Regions from separate parts of the Mus musculus genome. Here region 1 is linked to region 2. Evidence: chromatin contacts called from public Hi-C data. All regions are on one chromosome and are shown on one strand. Each heading gives the region's core, a stretch centred on a gene start, on an enhancer-like site or on the middle of the called end of the contact. The rest is flanking DNA. Distances are from core to core; before and after follow the strand shown.

The links. Hi-C and Micro-C count contacts between places; a contact is called where the count stands out from the background.
Region 1: a contact with region 2 is called in a Hi-C map of cerebral cortex, with 1.7 times the contacts expected there. The contact joins two enhancer-like sites. A contact is called at or near these places in 4 of 484 Hi-C or Micro-C datasets (cerebral cortex, cortical neurons and nephron progenitors) and 1 of 9 other capture datasets (embryonic stem cells).

The regions. Positions count from the first base shown.
Region 1 is chr4:33,889,718-33,896,939 of GRCm38.p6, forward strand. It overlaps Gm33105 (a long non-coding RNA gene), which reads right to left. Exons shown (of 5, transcript XR_390460.2): 4 at 5,347-5,778; 5 at 3,811-4,403. Among named protein-coding and RNA genes, the nearest start is that of Gm33105, 11 kb to the right of the region's middle. Within about 2 kb of position 4,349, at least 19 of the 459 cell types and tissues checked have an H3K27ac peak or open chromatin away from gene starts, as enhancers often do. A contact at or near this core is called in cerebral cortex, where this site is marked.
Region 2 is chr4:33,745,481-33,752,641 of GRCm38.p6, forward strand. No RefSeq gene overlaps it. Among named protein-coding and RNA genes, the nearest start is that of Gm33059, 32 kb to the right of the region's middle. Within about 2 kb of position 2,236, at least 17 of the 459 cell types and tissues checked have an H3K27ac peak or open chromatin away from gene starts, as enhancers often do. A contact at or near this core is called in cerebral cortex, where this site is marked.

The DNA.
Region 1 (7,222 bases), core at 3,099-5,598, 150 kb after region 2:
ATACTTGACAACATCTTTTAATAAAAAGCAGTATTAGTTAGTCCAAGATGCCGTGAATAACCTTTAGGGTAGCCACATTCTTCCTGGTTTTGTATTTCTTACCCTAAGTTCCCCAAATATCTTTCCACTAGGGATCCCAAGAGGCTCATGATTCCGTTTCCTTCCCCTAGAACTGCTCACACAGGATCACACAGAATTGTGTTGACATGAATCAACAGAAGGCGATGTTATTTAAGAGGAAAGAAAACAATTATATATCAAGTATTAGTTCACAGAAATCCTAATTCCTACTGTGTGTGTAGCAGAATTCCTCAACTGTCATTTTTCATTTCTGGACAAATGATCTTCTCCTACTGAGACCTACTGTCACCTCACTGTGTGGTGTTGGCACAACTTCCTGCCATGTGGTCAGTTATTTGCCTTCTGTTAGTAGAGATGCCCCCACAGGGCCCACCCCTGTCCAGCACACATGCTCCTTTCCCACGTGAGCTTGTCCTGGCCCACTCACCTTGCTCTTCAGAGCCTGATTTTTTACGCTGAACTAACTCTTGGTCTGTTGCCCTGAATCCAGTGACCTTTGTATGCACCTGTTCTAGGGGAGTCACTGAAGTAGATGGGACTCTGGGCAAAGTCATAGAAGGGCAGCTTGAAGTACCATACAAAAGGATGCATGTACCCAGGATGTAGACATCTCTGTTGCTGTCTCTGTTGATGCCTCTCTAGTTTCCTTTTTTTTTCAAACTAATAAATTTTCTCCTACTTTGCATTGGACCATAACCAAGATCACATCCACACAGGTTCCTTAGAGAAAAGGCCTCTGTAAATATCAAATCTAGTGGTGAACAAAACATGTTGGAGATGTTGACAGACAAGTATGAGTTCGTGTTCTGAACCAGAACCTAAGACCCAGGGCTAGAATCAGTTACCAATGTGGCTTCTGGGAAGATGCAGGCTTGTTGGGAAATCCAAACAGCAATATTGACCAAAGGTTTAATGCCAGTTATGATATTAAAAGTCAACACAAAGTTCTACTTAGGAACTTATCACAGGCAACTGGACAAGTGAAATTCTGCTGTCTTACGGTTTCTGTTGCTGCAATGAAACGCCAAGAGTGAAAAGCAAGCTGGGAAGGGCAGGGTTTGCTGTGATGCCACTTCCACATTGCTGTTCATCACCAAAGAAAGTCAGGGCAGGCACTCAAGTAGGACAAGATCCTGGAGGCAGGACACTGGAAGCAGGAGATGATGCAGAGGCCACGGAGGGATGCTTGCTCTCCATGGCTTGATCCACCTGCTTCCTTATAGAAACCAAGAAATGGCACCATTCATAATGGACTGGCCTCTCCTCCATCAATCACTAATTAAGAAAATGACTTACAGCTGGACTTTATGGAGGTATTTTCTCAGTTAAGGTTCCTTCCTTTCAGACAGCTCTAGTTTGTATGTCAAGTTGACATAAGACCAGCCAGCAGAGGCTAGTTCCATATTGTACTTCCAAGCAAAAAAATAAAAATAAAAATATAAAAAAATTCTCCCTCTTGAAGCCATTGTCTACGTGGAGTATAAGTGGCTATGCCCACAGGGGAAAAGCCTATACATCCTTAAGGAGTACTTACATTTTGCTTCGGAAAAGAGTTGGAGAGTTAGGTCAAGCTATCTAGTAGAAGTCAGAGGATTCCTGGCATCTCCACATTTTGCCAATACCTAATTTTACTTAACTTACCAGAATTTATCCCTGTACAAATCTTGCTAGCTTGCTTCTTTGGGGGATGATCCTTCCACAGGAATGACAGTGAGCAAATGAGAATCTGTCACAGAGGAGTGTTGTCCTCAGAGGCACTTATGGGAATCCATGGTCAATCCTATAAGGTAGAGCACACCGACGCCATGAAGCAGACAGATGTACTAATCCAGCAGTATTGCAATCCTATTGTGGCACTATCAGTTAACTGCAGCCCCAAAGCCGGGAGCCTATGTTCCTGCTGGATGAGAAGCCTTTGTGGAACTGTGTTCAAGTACCAGTGCAGTCCCCCACAGCCAGGAATGGACTCCAGTCACACAGCAATGCCAAGACACGTCCCCTCAACTCCCCATGAAGTAGTCAGTCCACTCTCCTGTGCTCTGAGTATCCCGTTCAGGTGAACAAGTAAGTGACTGTACTGTGAGGTTTTCCTCACCTTTGGGTCTTCTTGTTCTCTTCATAAATCCTTCCTGAAACCTGAAGCAAATTAGAATCCTGTGGACCTCCTTGTTTTCGACACTGAAGGCACCCCTCGTAGCCAACAGGAGCTCCAGTTTCTATGGCAGAACCAGTGCTCAGCATAGGATTTGCGTGGAAACCTGAGAACTGTGGCTTACTTGACTATGATGTGTCTTTTGTGTCTTTCATGCCTGTTAACGCCTCAGTTCGATTCTGCTCCCTTATTCTGTGAAGTTCGAAACTCCTGAATTTTTTATTCTGTCCTGTGTATGTGGCACCAAACTGAAGATTTCTTGGCCACATTGTAAAACTCTAGTAATTTTTAAAACATCAGAAAAAAGTGAGTGACTGGAGATGGCGTGTAAACAAAGACATCACTTTAGAGGCTCGCCTTTATTTGGTTTCAAACTTAGTGCTGCAGCTGGATTAGACACCGTGGTTAAAGTGACTCTGTGATATATTACTTCCTGAAAGATTTCACCCCATAAAGCCGAGCTGCAATGTTACTGCACACTAAAAACCTCACTTTAGCTTTGATCCATTTTGATCTTTGTGAGTTACCTTAAATATGACAGGTAGGTGACTGTGCTAAGTAGCTTGAAATGACTTTTGATCAAATGTAATAAAATTCTCTGCTGCAGCTTGCTTATCTCATCTCTCCTACCTATCTGGGTGAATTGCCTGTCTTCGGATGTTTCTATGGTGGCATTTTATGCTCTATTAGTACCGGTCTTAGTTGTTTGGGAAGGGCTATTGAGCTTCAACAGGCCCCAGCATGAAGGCTGTATGAGGACAGCCCTCTATTGACTTAGCCCACCCTCCCCTGAAGCCCTCAAAGTGACCCCAAGCCCTCTACATTTCTGTTTTACATAATATTCCTCCGTGTGTGTGTTTGTGTGTGTGTGTGTGTGTGTGTGTGTGTGTGTGTGTGTGGTGTTAGGGACTGAGCCCAGGGCTTTGCTTTGCTTGTGACATGCAAATGTTCTACCATTGACTGTATTCCTGGCCATTGGTGTCTAGGCACAGGGTCTCAGTAAGCCCTGTAAACCTGATTAGAACTTGCTGTCTCCCATGTGTTGGGATTACAGGTCTGTGCCACAATTCGATCTATCAGGTGTTTACTCTGTTTATGTCCCCAGTGCACACACAGGGTGAGAATCCTCATGCTACAATCATGCTAATGACCTGCAGCTTCTTCTGTGTCTTTGTTGAAGACAGTTTCTGGTAAAATGCCCCATTCTGTCAGCTCTGGCCTCATCTTCAATTTTCCCTGTCCATTTAACAAGTATGAGCTGATATTTGTTCTTGGATGAACACATTGCTAAGCCTTGGGGCACAACAGAATGTGAATTGGACAGAGGACGCCTGTGTAGCTTACATCTAAGAAAAGGAGAGCAACAGTGAAGGAACATACAAGAAAGGATCCAGTGAGTGAGCTCAGTAGGTAAAGGCATGACTCAGAAGCTTGGAAATCTGAATTTGATTCCTGAACCTATGTAAATGTAGGAGAGAACAACACCACAGAGTTGTCTTCTAACACACACACACACACACACACACACACACACACACACACACACACAAATAAAAATTAAAAAATAAAAGCCAAATGAGCCATAGCAATGAATATATGTATAATTGAAAACTGGAAAAAATGTTACAACTTATTTTGTGGTGCCTTTGGAAGGGTGCATCTGTGGAGACTGAAGAATGAAAGAATGGAGACAAAACAGAGAAACACATTATTCAGGTTCTCTGTTTACTAGCGTGGTACTAAATCCAATGTGAGCTTGAATAATTTACATGGCCTCTAATTCTTAATTTCTCTAGCGACGAAATAAAGATGATAATGCCATCTACTCTAAAAGCCCTGGGTTTGGACAGATTTATATAAATCACTGAGTGCAATGCAAGTGCTCTGTAAACAGGAGCTGCTAATTATTATTTATTAGGCTGAGGTGTGAAGGCCAGGTGGGGCCAGCCATGCCTAGAGTTGTGAGGGAAAGCATTCCAAGAAGAAAGAGAACAGATCTCTCTTCAAAGCTGCTGGAGCTCCTAGGATCTGTGGAAAGGCCAGTGTCGCTAGGACTGTGCGAGTGAGGGAGAACACACTGGAGGATGGCGTGGGTGGGCACCATATGGTGGCTGCGTGAGCGCCAGCCCAGAGAAGGCAGATGCTGGGTTCCTTCAGAGTTGCTTTCCCCCTAGAGAATGTGAAAAGACAGAGGGCAAAGATGTTGAGAACGTGTGTAAGAGGGTGGTTCTATTGAAAGGCTGTGGAATTCAAGTGAATCAGGACAGGAGAAAAGATGACCCGGACTAACGGAAGGAAGAAACGGGAGAGCCCGAGTGGGCGGCATCCACCCCACAGGAAGGGTGCTTCAGGAAATGGGAGCTTTGGGAAGAAAACAGGGCTTTAGATGTGTTAGATGAGCTTGCCTAAGTGCTGCTGGTGACAAAGGCCAGGGAGTGACTCTGAAATCACATGGGTGAATGGGGTATTGAAGATAATCATAGAAGTGTGCATATATTGGGGGGACTGTCTGTACAGAGTCCTGCTACCAACCAATATGACCGCATTGTCAGGGAAGAGGAGGACGCTCTGGGAACTCAGGCTGGAAGTGACCAAAGGGGCATGAGCAGCGTCGGTTGACGGACAGTCAGGGTTGGGGGAAGCAGTGTTAAGACTAGTGGTGTGAATCTCAGGGGAGGAAGACTAATGGTGTACAAAAGAGAATAGGGTCCCTGTTGTTTGGGGTTTATGAAGGCTTGGCACAGATGGTCTAGACAAAGGGTAGCTTCCTGGATTGCCCAAGTATTTTTTATCATTTATTAAAAATTTTACGCACTATGTTTTGATCATATTCTTTCTCCTCCAACTCCTCCCAGATCCTCCCCAACTCCCTAGCTATACAACTTCATGTCCTCCCTCTCAAACGAAAACAAATCTATCAAAAATGAAAATCAAATCAAAGAAAAAAGAAACTCAGCAACACACACACACACACACACACACACACACACACACACACACACACACACACACACACGGGTGTGTAGACACGCACACCAGAAAAATAAACAAACAAAAAATTTTAAGAGTCTATTTTGTATTACCTAACTACTCCTGGGCTTTATGAAGAATACCTGGAGTGTGGCTGATATCCTCAGTGTCGTTTCACTGGAGAAAGCCGATTTCCCCTTTCTCAGCAAGTATCAGTTGTAAATCACTTCCTGGTAAAGGATGGGATTTTGTGTCCACTTCCCTTTTCAGTCATAACGTTTTTCCTGGTTAGAACCTGTGAGAGTCTTGTGGCTACCGCCACAGTCTCTGTGAGTTCATATGTGCACCAGCCCTGCTGTGCTTGGAAGACACTTTCCTTGCAGTGAGTCATCACCTCTGGCTCTTACAGACTTTCTTCCTCCTCTCCCGCATAGATCCCCGAGCATCGAGGGAAGGGGTTTAATAAAGACTACCCAGTGTCCCAAAGTTCCCCAGTCTCCGTAATTGTCAAGTTGTGGGTCTCACGTTGATTCCCACCGACCGGGAGCTTCTCTGATGACAGCTACGTGACAATTCTGTGGGTAGAAATGTCATTAGGAGTCATTTTGTTGCTATGTTCCTTCAGCAGAATAAGGTTTAGTTCTTATTTTTTCTTTACAAAATATTTCTGATTTTTTTCTACTGGATTTCCCCCCCCCCCCTTCCAAACTTTCCAGTAAATAATTTGTGCCTCTTTTATCTCAAGATCTGTTTTCCTAAAAGCCACTGCGGAGATTCCTATCTCCCCCAAAGGAATGTGGGCCTTGTTGCCTTTGTACTCAGTTGTGGTTGAGACATAATAAGTATGGAATGAGTGAATGAATGAATAAAAATATTTTTCTTTTGCTACCAAATCCTAGAAAAAATAATTATTTATTCACATCAACTAGCTTTATGTATGTTGCATCGAAAGCTCCTTTAGGTGTGAACTTTGGGTACTGCAGAGATATTAGGTGGTGTTGCCTACCTTTTTCTTTTATTAGATTAGATCCTTTATTTTGTAGTTGCATTTAATACAATTTTACTCTATTTTGACTTTAATGGAAATAATTTTTTTTTAGCTTTCAGTCTTGCTAAATGAAAGAAACATTAAAAATTTGAACTATATTATAAACAACCATCAACTTATTAATTCACAGTTTTCCCTTTTTTGTTTTGTTTTGGGTATTCAGAAATCTCATGTTATTTCATCATTGACCCAGTCATATATTTGAATTTATAATAGCATGCTTTATCTCGGTAAGAAAAAGCTGAAAACAGCCAAGTTCATCTCTGTTTTGAGGGCAGAAGAGTGTGTTCATGGCTATGTGGAATGAAGAGTTTAATGGCTTTATGATCAATATAGGCATGTTAATTTTTCTTTGATGATGGTAATATATATATATATATATATATATATATATATATATATATATATATATATTCTCTTTTCTGGGGAGTAAATGAAAGATTACTTAAAAGTTCCTTTCCTAAAGTATCATTTCAGGGCAGTAAGATGCCTCGCCGAGGGAGGGTGTTGCAGTCACAGGGCAGTAAGATGCCTCGCCGAGGGAGGGTGTGGCAGCCACGTCTGCTGACCTCGGATCAATCCTCAGAACCACAGAGTTCATCAAGAGAACAGTTCCACAGTGTTTGCTGAACTTCAAATTAGGTAAAAATTTCAGTATCTACAAGAATTGAGAGGGAATGCTGTCAGCGTCTGGAAGCTGATCATGGGATGGATCCCTGCATATGGCAATCACTAGATGGTCCATCCTTTCGTCACAACTCCAAATTTTGTCTCTGTAACTCCCTTTTTTGCTGAAAGGACCCAGATATAGCTGTCTCTTGTGAGACTATGCCGGGGCCTAGCAAACACAGAAGTGGATGCTCACAGTCAGCTATTGGATGGATCACAGGGCCCCCAATGGAGGAGCTAGAGAAATTACCCAAGGAGCTATAGGGAACTGCAACCCTATAGGTGGATCAACATTATGAACT
Region 2 (7,161 bases), core at 986-3,485:
TCTCAGACTTTTCTGTACCTTCTTGACCCAACGAACTCTCCAGCCATTTCTAATTATTCTCTGTTCTTCACCATTCCCCAGAATGGAGCTTTCTAAGTTTCAAGCATCCATCCCAGAAGTGATCCCAGGGAACCTTTGTCACACTCCCCACTGGATCTGTTTGCAGCTTAGGAGACCCCTCTTAAGTCACTCTCAGCATCTGGGAAGTTGTGGGCTCTGGTGATCCTCCTGATCCTCTTTCTCAGAGCTTTTTGCCCTCTTTAGATGGCTCTGGGAATTGGCTTAACTTTTAAATGGGCCAAACCTCTGCAGCAAAATGATGCAGAAACTGATCCAGACTGGACTGGCACTCTCTGAGTCAGACCTTCTATATAGTTTTAGTGTTTAGAACCCTAAAGTCAGAGCCGAATGGCACTCACAAGAAGCTAAACATTCCTTTTCTCTTCTGGGGAAACATTTTTAGAGCCCCAGAGAATACCTTTGTGACCAGCCATAAGAAGAGGATCAGATTTTCACATGAGGAAGTTGTTGCCATAGTTTAACACTTACCGAAACTAGATTAAGTCGTTGGAAGAGTTTTAAAGTGTACCACTACCGAAAAAGTTTCTAGATTTCTTTGAGCAAAATAGTGGTAGAAAAATAAACGTTGAATACCCAAACACTTTTATTGGAAACTGGGGAAAAGTAAGTAGGTATTTGTTATATGTAGCAGAAATTGACTCAGCTGTTTTCTACAAGAGAGCAGATCTCAGACAGTGAATTTGAATCTCTACCTAAGGAGACATCAAAGACAACTGGTCTGTAAGTTCTGTTCCATATAAAGCATAGAAGATGATTTTGTCTATGGAAGAGGAGGAAGCAATATGGCTACAGAGGCAGAGATTTTAGTGTCTGTACAGATGCAGCCAAGGAAGGCCAGCAGCCTCTAGAAGCTGGAAGACGGAAGGGATGGATTTCCCTGCAAGCCTCCAGAGGGATAAGCCTTGCTAATGCTTTGATTTCTGGCCTCTCACACTAGAAGAGAATCAATTCTGTTGCTTTAAACAACACTGTTTCTTTGCTTTCATTTCCAGTGGGCAGCCCCAGGAGAGGAAATGAATCATGGCTTCCCCAGAGCCAGCAAGAAAACTCAGTACTAAGCATTTGTCCTCCAAAGACAAATCCCAAATACTTTCTGCTCCTTCTCCATACCTTTTGTCTGTCAGTGGTGGCCACCTCTTCCATCTTTGCCCTCAGCACTTTGGATGCAGGTACTGCATCTATATCCATCACCTAGATATCTTCAGGAAAGAGAAGAATCAACTTAAAGGAAGAGAACTTCCCTCTAGTCTCAGAGGTTTCTATCCATGGTTATGTGGCTCCATTGATTTTAGGCATGTGGCAAAGAAGAAACACCATAACAGAAGGACACAGTAAAGAAGGGCACAGCAAAGGGAAGCTGTTCACCTTGTGCAGACAGGAAGGAGGGACGGAGGAGTAGGAAGAGGGGGGGGGAGGGGCTGGGGTAGACCCCTAGTAGCCTTCTTCTAATCATCCTCTGCCTTCTAGTAGACCATTCAGTTGTAAACTCATCAATGGATCAATTCACTGATGAAGTTATCGCCTTCACGATCCAATCACCTCTGAATAGGACTGCCAGCTGAGGACCAAGGCTTTAACACTAGTCTTGGGGGGGGGGGGCTGTCCTCATTCAAAACCGTAATACATGGTCCTGCACTTTCTGGCCTCCCTTTTATTTTTTCCTTCTCAGTATCCTGGTATTTTATCCTCCACTAACTAGCTCATTAGCTCTGGGGTCCTGGCAGGGCTTGGCTCCTGTGTCTTCTTCTTATTTTTCCTTCTCTTGCTCTGTAGACTTTGAAATATCTGTCTATTTCCATTGGCTCAGTATAAAACCATGGACTCCCAAATTTATACTGCCAGCTCAGATTTCTTTTTTAAGCCTCAGATCTATATTTACAGCTGCTTGCTTTATATTTTTTACTTGGATGTCTCATACTTGTCAAACTTAGCATGTTCCCTCCCCACTCTCACCCCGTGGCCCCTCATCTAGTGTCTCTTACCCTGCCTTGTAAATATACTCTTCCTTCCTTGGTTGTTCTTCTATGAGTTTCCCTGAATCATGCCTTCCTTTCATAATCAACTTCAATCCATTTCCAAAGCTCAGCCCTCCCGCCTATCAAATGTATCACACTGGCGCTCTTTTCTCTGGGCTCACAGCCATCATCCTGGTCTGAATTATGATCATCGCTCCCATGGGCTTCAGCAGCAGCTTCCTGTTTCCTCTCCTTCACTCCTTGTTCTATCCTTTTAATCCGAGTTGGGGGTTGGCATTATTAAGTCCTCAGACTCAACCATGAGACTTCTTACTTTCAATTGCAACATTCTAAAATAAAAATCAAAAGTCTTTAAAGCCCCGAAACTGTTGTGTGGGTCTCATTGCTGTTCGGAGATAAAGGACTTAGTTTGTAAACTGTCAGGAACATGGCTAACTGCCACTGCTCAGTTGGAAGTTCCTTTCAAGGCTTATGTTTCTCAGCATAATAGTTCTCCTTCTGAGGTAGCCTTAATGTAATGGCTGACTGATGATTGGGGAGGGCGATATAGAAGCCCAACTTTTCATTCAACTTGATCAACATCAACTGAGTTAACGTGAAGGGTCAACGTATACCATTACAGCATTACAAAGCAACTCATCTCTTTGCTCTCTCCTGCTTCCTCTCTCCCACTCCATGGATGTTGGTTTCATTTCTTTATAAACCATTCCCTACACTAGTTTCCACCTTGACCTGTTTTGTGGAAACATAATGGTTGGAATCTATGAATAAGACATCAAGATCGAGGGAGCATAGTGATTCCACTGTCATCTTTGATGCTCAGATTATATGTCAAATACTGTCATACCTGCAGATCTATAGAGTATGACTGAGGGTACTTCTGATGTCAAGGACTGGACAGTCACATCTTAAGATAGTGACAAGTAAGAGATCCACTTAACAGGAGTAATGCTCACTCAACAAATGCACAGTCACTACCTTCAGACTTAAAAAAACAACAACTATCAAGTAGACAAGAACTTCATATCACTGTACTCCGGGGATTAGGATTAATATCCACGGGATACAGGTTGGGGCTCAAGGAAAGGGTGAAGCTTCTCACCTTCTGACCATTCATTTTATGAGACTTGTGTGACCTCATCACAGGGACAAAGTAGCAGGAGGCCCTGACCAGGAAACATCACTGACCAGATGACTAACATTTCTGTGACAGTGCTCTATTGCTTCCTGCCTAGAACACAGCTTTATAAAGCACCTGACAACGCTGGTAGTTGTATTCTGACAAATGGATCTCATAGCCAAGTGAATTTGGCAGAAGGAGCAGCTGTGTTAGGGAAATTGTTTATACCACAAGAGTTCTTACAGTTTAATGTATCAAAAGTGCATCATGAAGCCACACAGAGGCCACTTAGCACTTTGCATCGTTTAGAACCCACTTTGAGCAAGAGTTAGTCAAATGAATAAGGCAAGGTTCTGCTTTAAATCATTTCCTTTGGTGCTGTTGTTGTCAGTGCTGGGAGTGAACCCAGGGCTGCAGACACACTAAGCACTTTCAAGAAGCTGCATTCCCAGCACTGTTTGTAACACTGCATTCCTGAGTCATAACATAGAAAAATGAAAACGAAGGTTGCTGTGAACTAGTAAGTGGTGTCCCTGAAAGTCTGAACATTGCCTAAAAAGTTCTATTTCTCTCATTGTTACAGAGGGCTCTCTTCTTTACACTTGTCCTTGGGAAGCCCTCTTGTCAGAGTTTGGCTACATAACAGACAAAAGCTTTGAATTGCCACTTTCCTTAGCTGCCCTGTCAATTCCCCTTCAGATGTAACAACAATTTGGATGTTCATAAGGTCCCTGGATAAAGAATTCCTTCAAATACATTTATAGATGGATCACACAATTGGGAGAATATTAGCTACTTTAGTGAAAATTCATAACTTCAGAGAAGGAGCAAGCCAGCAATTTTTACTGCTCTTGCATCAGCCAAGGTCACTTACATATTGTGCTATCCAAACATTATTGTCAGTCCCAATTACCCAGCTGCCTAATCAACACCCATAATTAATTCTTCCCACTCGCTCCCCTTTATTCAGTGCTTACAATGATGATGTACTATCCTGAGAGAGAGAGAGAGAGAGAGAGAGAGAGAGAGAGAGAGAGAGAGAGAGAGAGAGGACCAATGCAGACAGGCTCTTACCTATCTGTACTTTAATGATTTTCTTCACAGTTTCATGCAATCCCCATTAATGGTGACTGATGCTTTCAGTGCAGTGCAAGGTACTCAGAAGACTCCATCAGAAGTGTCAGGGAAGGGCTATGGTGGTGGCGGATGAGCAGCTATTACTATTTTGCAACCATGATACTCTTTGAAATAGAGGCCAGTGTATGCTCTCAACAGATCAAGAAGGCAGACAGAGACTATGGGGAGGGACTGTTGTAAGATCGGCCTACGTTTATGTAAATTTTAAAATTAGTATCACCACTCTGAAAAAAACCTCTGTGTGACCTGACAGAGTTATTTTAAATGATTTGATTTGCTGTGGAGATGCATCTGATGGGACAAAATCCTAGCAGTTCGAAATTGGTGACCAACTATTAAAGAGAATTTGAGCTATTCAAAAGAATACCTAAATTTTTCCTAAAATCTAAGAAGGGAAAACATGATGGCAAGTTAAATAGTTAATTATTTTATACGAAAGCTACTAAGCCAAATAAATTATAAATGACTATCATGTAAGCAAATTGGCTTTATTATGTATAAGATTTTTACATTCTGGTTAACAATTCAACTCTGTTCTCTCTCTCACTCTCTCTCTCTCTCTCACACACACACACACACACACACACACACACACACACACAGAGTAGCCTTGCTATCAAAAACCAAGGACAGTGTTCCTATGGCAACTTCAGCCTATTTCATTGCACTCATCTTTATACAAAGTCAGTCATAGAAGTCTACCATGATATAATGAGTATCTGATCACATTTTCCAGCTCAAGCTTTCTGCATATGAGTTGCATGCTCTGGCTATCGACCCCAGCTGTATTACATATAAAGAATAGTAAACATTGGAATCTGATCACTGAATGCACATCTTACTTGAAACAAAGTCCTTAAATATAAAGAGTGGCAAAAGCCATCTAAAGTTACCCTGTGCCAGCTGAGACATTTCATCTATAGGCTAAAGTAAAGAAATTTTGAGTGGGGATCACAATACTTCAACACCATGAGAAGCACAAAGCCTGTCTGCCTTTCTACCTTTCTTCTTCTCCTTCTCCATCTCTCTCTGTCTCCTCCTCCTTCTCCTTCTCCTTTCTCTTTTTTCCATCATCATCATCATCACCACCACCACCATCACCACCATCACCATCATCATCAATCATCATCATCACCATCACCATCATCATCATCATCTCTTCCTCCTCCTCTTCTTTCTCCTCCTCCTCCACTTGTTCCTCCTCCTCCTTCTTCTTCATAAGGTTTCACTTCGTAGCACAAATCTAGGCTGGCATTGAATTCACTCTATAGACTGGACTGGGCTTGAATTCACTCTGTAGTTCAGGCAGACCTTGAACTTGCTGTAGTCATCTTGTCTCAGGTTTGTGAGTTCTGGGATTATAAGCAAAGGTCATCTTACCTGGTTTATAAGACACTCTTACTGGAAGGGTCTCACCATTTCCACATATCTATGTATTTTCCCAGCTTCCCTATGAAATTTAATTTTCTCTTCAAACAATTAGTAGAATCAATGAATGCCAAAAGTTTGTAGGATTTGATCGGCATATTCTTGTATCTGGTAGAGTAACAATGGGGTTGGAGTCGACAGTCCCCCACCCACTGCTGATTGCTTTCATGATCATGGTGAGGTATTTAATCCTGTTGGATCTCAGTTTCTTCATCTATAAAATGAAGGTTTGTGCTAGATAACTTTCAAAGTCTGATTTGACTCAAAAAATGAGGCATTAATTCTGGTAGGATCAAAAAGCATGGACAAGTAGGGCTATTTTTCAGACTGTAAATAGAAAAGATGATGGAGAACAAAATGTTCTTCATCCTTAAAGAATCAAGGTGAAGTTCACTCATGTATTTATAATTTATTGATTTTTACATTAGAAGGAAGTAAAGTTCCTAGCAAGAGAGAAAAAGCTAGCACACTCTACTGACAGAATGCTCAGAAGGTTCTTGCTTAATTTTCAAGTTAAGTGAAAGTCTGAAGAGAGAATGCAATCTTCCAACTGTAGTGCTGGGTGTAGCTGGTGCGAGGCACCTGTGCCAGGTGCAGTGCTGGGTAGAGTTGGTGTGAGACACCTGTGTCAGGTGCAGTGCTGGGTGGAGTTGGTGTGAGACACCTGTGTCAGGTGCAGTGCTGGGTGGAGTTGGTGTAAGACACCTGTGTCAGGTGTAGTGCTGGGTTGAGCTGCCATGAGAGACCTGTGTCAGTCTAATCTTGAGCCGCTGTTCTTTGTTTTCAGTGTCTTATAAGCTGTCTGCAATTTTTCTCAAGAAAATGTACTAATACTGCCATTTCTTCTTTAAAGCCATTTCTGTGCTATTGTGTTTCCCATCAAAATCCAATTCAGTTTCAAATAATAATAATAGGGTTCCATTTATTTCAAGTTGCCAAAACTCCAATGTTGTCTCAGTAATTTTATTCTCAGAAAGATCATACTTTGGAGTGAAATTTTATGCTTTTCTAAGTAAAACCTTAAAGTGGCCTTTGCTAACCTGTTTGGAATTTCTAATAATTTGAACATGAAACTGGGCCCCATTATTACCGTGGAGGAAGGTAATCATTAGGCCAACTATTATGATAAAAAGTTAAATTATGTGGAATAGTTTCTAAGCGACCTGAAAATGTCCAGACACAAATAAATATGCCAAACACACACTTTTCTGTACGATAAAGCAGGTTCCTTGAGAACCAGTGCTAAGCAACATTATTTATCCAGTTTAAATCGTACTTACAAGTGTGTGTGCTTTGATGTGCAATGTATTAAAAACTGCACGAGATACATTAAATTAGGAAATAAACATTATGCTTTGTGTGCATTACAAGGTCTGTGTTTGGAGTTATAATAAACAATTGTTGCAAATGAAGGAAAAG